2 separate regions of the Mus musculus genome follow, and region 1 is linked to region 2. Evidence: chromatin contacts called from public HiChIP or PLAC-seq data. All regions are on one chromosome and are shown on one strand. The core of a region is the stretch at or near the end of the contact, and the rest is flanking DNA. Distances in the headings are between cores, read along the strand shown. Region 1 overlaps Gm46750 (a long non-coding RNA gene). Region 2 overlaps 4930440I19Rik (RIKEN cDNA 4930440I19 gene).

Evidence for each region. HiChIP or PLAC-seq counts read pairs in DNA pulled down with a chosen protein or histone mark.
Region 1: a contact with region 2 is called in a FOXA1 HiChIP or PLAC-seq map of pancreatic cancer cells. The contact joins two enhancer-like sites. A contact is called at or near these places in 6 of 484 Hi-C or Micro-C datasets (Sertoli cells, bone marrow-derived macrophages, cortical neurons and 2 more) and 1 of 115 datasets of contacts at active chromatin or transcription factors (pancreatic cancer cells).

The regions. Positions count from the first base shown.
Region 1 is chr2:78,390,103-78,395,873 of GRCm38.p6, reverse strand. All of the region lies in intron 1 of Gm46750 (a long non-coding RNA gene), which reads right to left. Among named protein-coding and RNA genes, the nearest start is that of Gm46750, 5.1 kb to the right of the region's middle. Within about 2 kb of position 2,548, at least 5 of the 459 cell types and tissues checked have an H3K27ac peak or open chromatin away from gene starts, as enhancers often do. A contact at or near this core is called in pancreatic cancer cells, where this site is marked.
Region 2 is chr2:78,056,477-78,062,268 of GRCm38.p6, reverse strand. 4930440I19Rik (RIKEN cDNA 4930440I19 gene) reads right to left here. Exons shown (of 7, transcript NR_108098.1): 2 at 969-1,118. Among named protein-coding and RNA genes, the nearest start is that of Gm52519, 7.4 kb to the right of the region's middle. Within about 2 kb of position 1,803, at least 36 of the 459 cell types and tissues checked have an H3K27ac peak or open chromatin away from gene starts, as enhancers often do. A contact at or near this core is called in pancreatic cancer cells, where this site is marked.

The sequences.
Region 1 (5,771 bases), core at 1,299-3,798, 330 kb before region 2:
TCATTTATCTAAATCATTCAAAATGCATAAACTTTTAATTCAACTTGAAAACTGGCTTAGTCCAGCACAAACTTCAACTCCAGTAGTGAGTTACTATCAGACAAAATAAAATCTTTTAAAAGGTATAATTTTAATGAGAATATTGATTTCTCCCACAACATTCTTTACAGTGAGCTATGGCTTTAAAAAGAGATAGTATTTTCTGGTAGTATTAGATATATCCTTGCTTTAAACACCATGTCTAGTAAAATTTAGCACTGAATGAAAAATAACACAGACACTTAAATGGTGGCTGAATTTCCTCCTAAAATCACTTAAAAAAAAAAAACAATAATAACAACTATTTCTACTATCCAAATGATGATCAACATTAAGTCTCTCATAAATCCAGAGATGGTGGTAAATAAATGACTTCATGGCATTCATTAGCAATATTTGAGAGACTATTTTTAACTTTAATAAGCTAATTCAATTCACGCTCAGGAGCTGTTGAAATAACTGGATTTTAATGTGCTAAACAAATAACCCCAACTTGGGCTGCATCATTCTCTACATTACTAATGCATTACACATAAGCTTTCCTAATATTGGTGCCACTGTGCAAACAGTTCTGTCACTTAGAGCCACGTTCACCTTTTGTAAACAAATGATTCAATTAATAAACCTCATTGGGGAATAGTACTTTTGACTTAAAGGTTGCCTTTCTGAGATTTCGTTATAAAGGAGTCTTCACACTTCGAAAGCCTATGACCTATGTGCATTTCAGGACTCGCTAATGAACTGGCCAGCTGCTAAGTTGGGTAAATAGAAAAGACCATTTCTCTTTGCTCTTTTCACACCTTTTAATTGGAAGAAGTATGTTTTGGTCTGATTCATGCCACTTTTATGTGCTAAGACTTGTGTGCATAAAAATTCGATTGAAATTCTACAGGCAACAGGGGTCATATTTCTTAACGGGAGCAGCAGTGTTACTCTGATTCTACAGGACAAGGATTAATAGATCCTGAGTGACATGATGGATTGGTTGGAGAATTACATCCCAACCTAAGTGAGTTTTAACTCCCATAATGTGTCTGTCCACATTTCTAAAGCAATTATTTTCCAAGTAGAATGCACAAGGTGGCCCAAGGGGGTCAAGAGAGATTGTATTAGTCCAGATTCCTTCCAGTTGCAAGTGATAGATGCACCTCAAAATGGATTAGGCAAACATGCAATGTTCAGTGTGTATCTCTGAAATGTCAGTGATTAAGTCAATTTCAGTCAAGGCTGGTATGCCATTGGGCATCTCATAAATAAATAAATAAATAAATAAATAAATAAATAAATAAATAAATACAAGCAAGCATACAGTGGTATACATACCCATGCATATACTCATATTTGAAAATAAAAGATCCATTTATTCTGACCAAGACTGTTAGGAAATTATGAGAACAGTGAAGAGCGATGAGCTTGTATATTAGCTCAGGAGCAACAGAAGAGATCATGGATGCCATTTGTATGACTGATATATGAGCAGTAAAGACCGAATCGTTGAAGAAAAAAGTAGGACTTTTTTTTTTTTCTTCAGGAAAATAACAGTGATGTTATCACGTGAATCGACTAAATAGATAGCCCTTCACAGATGTAAGCCTAAAGTCACCTGGAAGACAGCTCCACTCAACAGACTACTCTGCTAATTCTCCCAAGATCCATTCCATTCTGTGAAAAGTAACTTGTAGCTTCTTTTACTTGGGACACATCCACTTGCGAATCGGAATGCTTATTATTTACACATCTTTTCTGATTCCACCAATTCAATTCTTTGGTGATTGACTCTTCCACAGGTGGAAAAGAGTTGTATTCTCTCCTGAGAGACCTAACTAAGGAGGCGGCAGCAGCAATACACTCTCAGCATTTATTGTGGATGGGGTTTGGAGAGACGGATGGCCCAGTGGTTAAGAGCACTTGCTGTTCTCCTAGAGGACCTATGTTCAATTATCAGCACCCATTGATAATGTTAACAACTTCCTGCAATTCCAGTTTCAAAGGCTCAGATGCCCTCTTCTAGCCTTAGAAGGCCATGGGTGCCTGTGGCACACAGACATATAAGCAGGCAGAACATCCAGCCACTAAGACAAAAGTTAATAAATCTTTTCTCTTGAAAAAAAGAATGGTTCTTGGGGCTGTTGAGATGGTTCACCATTAAAATCTCTTGCCACCAAGCCTGACAGCCCAGGTTTGATCTCCAGAACATGGTAGGAGAAAACTAACTTTTTCAAGATTACCTCTGACCTCCATCCATGTGACATGTGCTCTGGTGAGTATGACAGCATACATAATTAACTTAATGTAAACAAAACAAAACTAAGAAATTTTTAGAATCCTAGAGTTTAGACATGGCAATTAAATATTTTTGGTTTTCATGTAGATATTTGAAATTATACAGAGAATACTTAGCTTTATTTTTATAGTGAGGAAATTCCATAGGTTTTCTTAGGTTCTTAGATTGGTAGACAGCAAATAGCTTATGGCTTCTGCAGCTTACATCCTTTCTTGTGCAAATACTCTTTTACACGCCTCGCAGCCTCTAGGGAAACAGCTATAAAATGACTCATGAACATCTGGGCACAGGAGATCCCCGTCCCCCCACCCCCGCTCATCCACTCCTTATTCTGTTTAATTTTTCCACATTGTAAGAAGACAAACATAGAATGACAAACATAATCTACAAAAAAAGAAAGAGAAAAAACATTTAATTTAAAATATCAACATAAATAAACAAGACTTTTATAATGATATCCAGGAAATAATGATGCCTATAAGGATGAATTAGAATAAAATATTGAATTTAAAATATCAGAATAAATACAAATTCAACGATAGTCAGGATATATACATGATCTTATAAAAACTAGTTATATAATTTAAAAAAATTCTCATTAATATCTAGGCATGTTAATTTTTTCTAGAGACAAGACCTGCCTCAGTAAATACTATTTTAAAATTAATTTATATTCTTTCTCACATTAACTTTTAGTGTTTTTAAATAAAAGACATAGCATATTGCTTCCTACAGGGCAACTAACATTTCATTTTTTTCATAGCTCTGTCATCTGTGTGCTTATTAAATGTTAAAGTGGATAATCAGGTCAACTGATATCCCAGGGGTGAAAGGAGGTGGCAATGTACAGGGGCCTAGCTCTATGTCACAGAGTCAAGGCAAGATTAAAAAGTCAAAATGAGGCAGAGAAGCACAGAGATAGCTTAGCAATGAATGGCCCCACGTGACTTGTGCTTCACACATTTGCATTCTCCAAGGAAGCACATAGCAACCTAGGACCTCCCCTGCATCGAGCTGTATGTGCATCCCTCTCCAAAGGAAGCAATCAGGTCACTTCAACCTCTGACTACCTTGCAACCCTAAATAACTTCCCCTCTGTGACCATATACACCTTAGAATATATCCAGAAAAGAGGGGAGTAAGCCAAGCCAGACTGGACTGGTTTTAAGTGTATGTGCAATAAGGCAAACGGTAGCCTCAGAATAAACTTTCAAGGGAATATCCTATTTAAAGTCTTATTCCTGTGCATGACTGAGTGTGGACATGAAATAAAATCAAGTGCATTGTGGGAAAGTACATATACAGAAAAGAAAGGCTATCTATCTCAAGACTATCACCGAAACAGGAAAACACCCACGTCTCAGCCTTAGTTAGCAAACAAGTCCTACTTTTGGACCCATACAAAGAGGCAACACACAGTAAGTCAGTGCTCTTGAAAGTTCTAACTCAGGTAGCCTTTGAATGTTCTTTAGAGCATCTTGACTTTGCTTTTAAAAAAATACACACACACACACACACACACACACACACACACACACACACACACAGAGAGAGAGAGAGAGAGAGAGAGAGAGAGAGAGAGAGAGAGAGAGAGAGAGAACAAGCAAATGAAAACCTCTGCAGCTGCTTTGTAATTTATGTGCTTTTTCAATTCTTTGAACAAAACACCAAGAACTTACAAACATTGAGTCCACACTGAGACCACATGAATTAAAGCAGCTGGAGGCATGCAGAGAGCACAGGCTTCAGTGTCTGGCTTTCCTGGATTGCTTGTCTTGTTTTGTCTTGTTTTGTTTTGTTTTGTTTTTGTTTTTGTTTTGTCTATGTTTGTTTTCTTTTTATTGGATATTTTCTGTTTACATTAAAAATGCTTTCCCTTTTCCAGGTCTCCCCTTCAGAAATCCACTATCCCATCCCCTCTATGAGGGTGCTTCCCCACCCAGCCACCCACTGCAGTCTTCCCACACTGGCATTCCCCTACACTGGGGCATCAAACACCCTCAGACCCAAGGGTCTCTCCTCCCACTGATGTCCAACAAGGCCATCCTGTACCACATATGTGGCCAGCGCCATGGGTCTCTCCATGTGTACTCTTTGGTTGGTGATCTAGTACCCAGGAGCTCTGGAGAGCTCTGGGGAGTTCTGGCCTGTTGACACTGTTGCTCCCTCCAGTCCCTAACCCAACTCCTCCATCTGGGACCCCTGTGCTCAGTCCAATGGTTGGCTGCAAGCATCTGCCTCTTTATTTGTCAGGCTCTGGCAGAGTCTCTAAGGAGGCAGCCATATCAGGCTTCCATCAGCAAGCACTTTCTAGCATCCACAATAATGTCTGGGTTTAGTGGCTGTATATAATATGGAGACAAAGTGTGAAGCAGAGACTGAAGGGAAGGCCATCCAAAGATTGCCTGGACTCTTATCAGCATGAAGACATGAGAACCCCAGATCAGACAGCCAGTCAGGTAGATGTTAGAGGTGAAACTGAGAGGCAAACACTGCATAGTTAAAAAGCACCACAAACTCAGACTTATGATTTAGACTCCAGGGGTTCATTTTCCATGGTTCTGGATGTTTGAGGTATTAGAGCAAGTTCTTAGAATTGTCTTCTTTAAATGGTGGAAATAGAATTTATTTATGCCTTTCTGGGTCATGGTGGCTTGCTAATGCTCTCAGTCTGTAGAACCACACTGGTAAGTTCCACCTTTATCTTCATGTGGGTTCACTGCATGAGAATGCCTCTTTACATCCAAATCCCTTTAATTGGGTCTTTATTCATATCACAGCAAGAGCTTCCTCCCACTCTTTCCGAAGTCTGCCCTTTACCTCAACTGCTTCTACAGAGACCTTTCCCAATACATATGCAGAGCAGTAGGAGCCAGGGTTGTGAATATGAGGTTTTAGGGAGTATAATTCAATTCCTACAGGGCATTCCCATGCAACAATCTATTCAGATATACAACTGTAATAGGAATAAGGTTACTATTATCAGATTAGATTAAACGTGTTTGGCAGAGCGGAAGTAGCCATGAAATTAGGAACTACACGAATCAGAAAGAATTGGAAACTGAAAGGAAAGGAATTCTCACCTATAGATAATGGGTTTGTGACTATATTAAACGCACAAACTCTCTGCCCACTGTTCCTTGTATACCAAAGGGGTGTTGGGGTTTTCTCCTGGTCCCTCACCCTGTAAGGTTGGTCTTATAAACCTAGTGAATGAGAAATGGCTTTCTGGGCCTCATTCTTTTCTCTCCACTAAATAAATGGATTAGATCAAAACATCCAAAGTTCCCCAAATGCTAGGCTTCTGAGAGATAATGTCTCATTTCAACAACAACAAAAAAGAAGTAGTTTAAGATGCTACACTCTCTCCTTTCAAGGAAATTAGCATGCTGGAAGAGCTGACAAGTCTTACAACCAACAATATGTTTAATCTTGTTGAACCAGAGTT
Region 2 (5,792 bases), core at 554-3,053:
AAAGATCAAAGGTGTGCGAGAACCACTCTGTTGTCTGAGCCTTCTGTCCTAAGAGCTGAAACACTTGGGAAGAGGTCTGCTCTCCCCAAACGCCTGAAACTCAACCACACTCCTCACTGGTTAGTAGGCCTCTCCTGGGCCCAGCCCAAACCGACTCAGTGCAGGGTGGCATGGAATAACCAAGTCGAGTAAGCAGACAGCAGAGAACCCTCACACCAGGCCGGGCCAGAGAGCTCCATGGAAAACCTCTGGTACACGGGCCCACAGCTCTCGATAAGAGGAATGCATCTTCTTTTCCCCCGTCTCTTTCACTTTGGTTTAACTATAAAGCTAATTTCTGCCTGATGGTTTCTGGGCTTAAAGGATGTGTTTGTCTTCTGAGCCACGTTCTTTCAGGGGAGAAAAGCAAGGGAGGGTGAGACAGGATCTCATGTAGCCCAAGCTGGAAAGTTATCCTCTCACTTTGGCCTTCTTGCTGCTAGGATCAGGGGTGTACTCCACCACACTGTGCAACTCTGCGCTATAAAAGTTAAACTGTGTTGCTCTCTTTTCTGCAACATGGAGTTTGTTGTTTACACTGTCTCAAGAATGTAAACACAGAGACTATCAGCCAGAGGAAATACCTGTGAGAATATTCCCCAGGAATCTCCAGCCCACTCACAGTTCTCTCTTTCTACACACACAGACAAACTCACACACACATTCATACACACAAACATACATTCTTTCTCTCGCGCACACACACACACACACACACACACACACATTCTCTCATTCTTTCTCTCTCATACACACTCACACAAACTCACACACACAAACACATACATTCTCTCACACACACACACATTCTCACTCTTTCTCTGTCACACACACACACACACACACACACACACTGCCTCCATGATCTTCTCCATCCTTTTAGCTGTCTTCCGTAAGTGCTATGAGACACAGGGCGCAGCCTTGCTTACCTTGCAAAGCAGCAGCTGCCTGCAGTTTGTTCATAGAAAAGCTGTGTTCAATATTTGTTCTTCTTTAACCCTTTCATCCCCCATTCCATGTGGTCACTCTTAATTGTTAGACAGGCCCACAAATATGGCCCTTCCCTTCGAGGCTGTGTTCTAAACAACAAAAAATATGGAACAAAAAAATCTTAAATGCAGAAATTTCGTTTAAATCATTATAAAATGAACGTATGTGTATCTTTAGTCAACTTGCCACTACATTGTGCCATACATTTGAAACCAAGCCCTGGCAGTATTGGTTATAAGAGGATCCAAATAAGTCATTTTCTTTTCTGTTTTAAGCAATTTATTTCAGGAGTGGTTTCTTTTCTATACAATTCATAGCTGTCTGTGTCGAGATGAAGATAACCATCTCTTTCCGTCTGAGGATTGTTATTCCCACATTGACTCAACAGAGATTTCTTGTATCTCGGTACTGTACTAAAACAGCTATAAATATCTACTTTTAATTCTCTGAGAATTTTATATATTATATTTTGATGATATTCACCTTCCCTTCCATACCCTTCCAAACCCTTCAAACATTGTATACTCTTGTTTTTTATAACTCCAGTTTTACATCCATACACTCTTGGATGTTTGGCTACCCACAGGGTTATAATCAACCTATCAGGAACTGTATCCTTAAAAACACTTGACTCCCCCTCTTCCCGGGGCTTTCTCTTGCCCCCAGCTCCTCAGCTCGGCATGACTCCTCGTGCTCCATCCCTTTTCCATGGTGGGAGCTCGCACAGGTCTCCTGCATGTTCTTACGATCGCCATAGTTCATAGGGGCGACTGCCCTGGATGGTCCGGAAACCCGGTTTTCCTGTTGCGGTCCGCCCTCTGTGGTTCTTAAACTCTGCCCACCTCTCTTCCACAAGGAAATATGCGCCCCATTTGGGGCTAAGCACTCTATAGTCTCTTGTCTTATGCCTTTCATATTAGAAATCTAAGAAGGTCTTACATATATGTAACACTTTTTCTACCTCAGCTAATCTGCCTACTATGAAAGTAAAATTCCAGTGACTCATCCCCTCCTACTTCCTCCCACATGGTAATTTGTCCGACCGATAGCTTTCTCATTCTGTCAACCATTAATCCAATTCAAACACTGCTATTTCCTAGCATTACTAACTATAATCCTCTCGGGTTTCCCATCAGAATTTTAGGTTTTGCTCCTGAAAAAAAAAAAATGCCTTCAAAACCCTCGTTTCGGGCAGGTCTGCCAATTTCCACAAACTGATAGGCTTCAATCCAAAAAAAGAAAAAAAAAATGTAGCAGGAAGTGGCTCGTGGCTTGAGAGGCCATTCACCAAGGCCACTCATTAGAACACTGGAACGCAGGCTGTCAGTTTGAGCACTTCTGCTCTTCTTTCTAATGAACCCAAGGTAAATATATGTTAGGCGTGAGTGTTATGAAAGGCGTCTCCTCAGAGTGAAAATTAGCAAATTGCATCTGCTTAATAACAGGTCTGCTTACTGCTTCCTTACATAAAATACAGATATGTGCTTTCTGTCATAAAAATGTTTAGACATACCACACAGCTATGGTATTAATATAGCCCTTTGTGTCTGCTATGTTTCAAAGCACTGTTTATTTCATAATTAGAAAATTGTCTTTAATCCTGATGAATGAATAAAATTGCCCAAATTACAGGAGATCTGTATTATAACTCAAAGGGAGTAGCCTTAGCTCAATGCTTAGAAACACAAAAAGCAGTGAATGAATAGCTGTGGAAGACTATTTTTAAATTGATGAAATGGGGCCAGTGATGTGGCTCAGAGATAGACTGGATGCTTAGGATGCAGAAAGCCTAGGGGTTCAATCCCAAGCACCAAAGGCAAACAAACCAAAAACTGGTGATGTCATTGACTGTAATGACCTAGTTTGAACATACACATTTCATATTTTAAATAAATTACTAAATTTGATTAGTGCAGATACGTTTTTATTCTAAAATTAAACCAAATTCAATTGGAAAGCGTAGCATGGGGGAGGTGTCTGCCTACTAAAGGGGGTTTCCAAGCCCCAGGCTTATTTACACATTATGTGCAAAGGAAGGAGAGGCCACACACTGTACAGAGACACCAAAGCAGCAGCAGAATGAGGTGATCCTATTCAGTGGGAAGCTGAAACCAAACAAATGAATAATTGATAGATATATCAAACAAGGAAAGCAATAGGTCAGAAAGGCACAAGGCACAAAGTCTCAAAGGCAAGTCCCCAGTGCTTCCATCTGCCTCTCTTTCTTTGCAGCTTGGTTATTCATCATTTTTAGAGTGCTTTAATTGATAGGTTAATCAAGTATAGTTAACCATCACCTCATTAACCATCACCTAACCCCAGATATACTAGTATAGCTAAGAACTTTTCTTACTAGAAAAAAAAAAAAACAGTAAAATGATCTTCATTTCTGATGACAAAAAGGGAAACTGCATTGGCTTATTTAAAGCAACATTCTATCAGCATGACAAATTTGCTACAATAATCAACTTATAAAGAAGGGGGATGTTTGGGTTCACAGTTTCAAAGATTTTCTTTTCATGGTTTTCTGGCTGGATTGCCTTGGTTGGGTAGACATTCTGAAAGAAAGCCTGTGGCAGGGAGGAAAAGAATGGCATCTCACCATCTCACCCAAGCGCATTCTCCACTCATCAAACTTCCTTCCAGGAAGCCATGTCTTCTAACAGCTGCTTCACCTCCCAGTGTCGCCACAGGCTAGAGACCAAGTTTTAATATATAGGCCTTGAAAGATGCCCAAGGTCTAAACTATATAAAACATTTAGTGCATTCTTTTTACATGAACAAGCTAGAAGAAAGATATATTTTACTCCTCTTTGGTGTCATTAGCAACCAACATGTAAATGACAGCCATGTGAGCTCCTGAGAGCTCAGAGAACACTGCAAATAAAAAGGAGGAAGAAGATTATAAGAGCCAGTTGTAAGGGAGGATTCCTGAGAGATAGCTTCTGCTCTAAATGACAAGAAAGGTATTGCCTCCGCAAACTCGCAACAGCTGTAGTTACCTGCCCAGGACCTATATGAGAAGACGGCCAGAGAAAACCAGATACTTACCTTAAACCCCAGCATGGATGAGGAGAATCTCATAAAGGCATTTGAGGAGTTATTGGCAACTGATAGTTGCTGAGAGAAAGAGAAACAATTTTCTTCAAGGACGTATCCCCTAGTAGGTCAATCGCATACCAATGAGTGACCACACACCATATGAATATATCCTAATTGAACTCAGTAAGTTATTAAAAGTTAGAGAGAGAGAGAGAGAGAGAGAGAGAGAGAGAGAGAGAGAGAGAGAGAGGAAGTTGGGAGGAGAATGTCATGGAAATAGTCCAAGAAAAGGATGAATTGGACCATTGAGTAATAGGTAGAGGGCATCAAAATACATTGTACATAAATATGAAATACGTTTTAAAAGTCTAAAAGAAGTCCAGTGGTGGTATAAAGGCTACCTAAAATGTATGTTGGCACAATGGCCTCTCTGTCCCTTGCCCATGCTTACCCCTGAGAATACTCTGCCTTACTCTGTGATAAACCCTATCTTCAACACTTCGAAAAGTTTCTTATAGAAAAAAAAATCCTAAAATGTGCATCTAGAAAAGGCCTTGGATAACCGAACAATCTTAGTTAAAAAGTAAAATACTAAATGAATTACCATTCCAGATTTTAAAACTTAGCATACAGAGCTATAGTAATAAAGACAATATGGTACTGACACAAAAGCAGGCATGGAACAAAATAAAACATTCAAACATGAGCACATGTCACTCCAACCATCTGACATGCAGCTCTCTCCCACCATCAGAGAAACTTCTATTTAGAGCAAACTGAAACCCTTGCAGAAAACCACAATAGGTCAAAAGGAAGAGACTAACGGACCCTGGAGATCCCAACCCCAGCAGATATATCTACAACACAACCCTGCACCTGGAACTCGGGGAACATTACAAAAAGGAGGACAGTAAGATTGTGAAAATCAGAGGATCAGGAAGTCTATGTCTATGCTAGAAATGACAAGAAAGCTACCCTCAGGAAGCCTCAACAATATGGCTGCCTCAACAAGACCCAAAGGGTGACAACATCTGTAGACACACTAATGCAAAAGGAAGAAATCTCACAGAGTCCTACCCCTAAACACAGAGCTATAGGCAACGGCAACGAGTGATGCAGACAGTGAGAGAATTATCCTTTCTCAGGGAAGGGCTCCCTCGTTGGGTGTACACTACAAAGTGACCAGCCTTGAACTCATATACATACAACTACATTAAACAAACTCAGTAGGTCATATATCTACATGTACACACTTGTATGTGTATGTGTATATGTGTATATAGCAATAATTATCAAAGAAAAGGAGTCAAAATTTTGATAGGGTGTGAGGAAAGATATGGAAGTAAGTAAGGGATAGCGCATGGCAGTGGATGAAAGGAAAACATGGGGAGGGATTTTTAAGTATTTATTTTATTTTTTATTTTTATACTTATTTTATTTTATATATTTAAAATAAAATAAATGAGAAATAAAATGAATGAGAAAATTAAAAATTAATATGAGTAGTAAAATGTAATGTATATTATGTAATTAATATATAAAATAAAATATGAAGCTAATTAGCTAATTAAAATGAATAAAATATTATTGAACACATTCTCTGTGCATCACATTGCTAGACAAGGACAAGTGTATAACATCAGCCAGCCTGCATCTGGGAAGCACGTAAGAAGCTTATGTCTTTATTATAGTTAGTTTGTAGGTACTTCATGTTCACACGT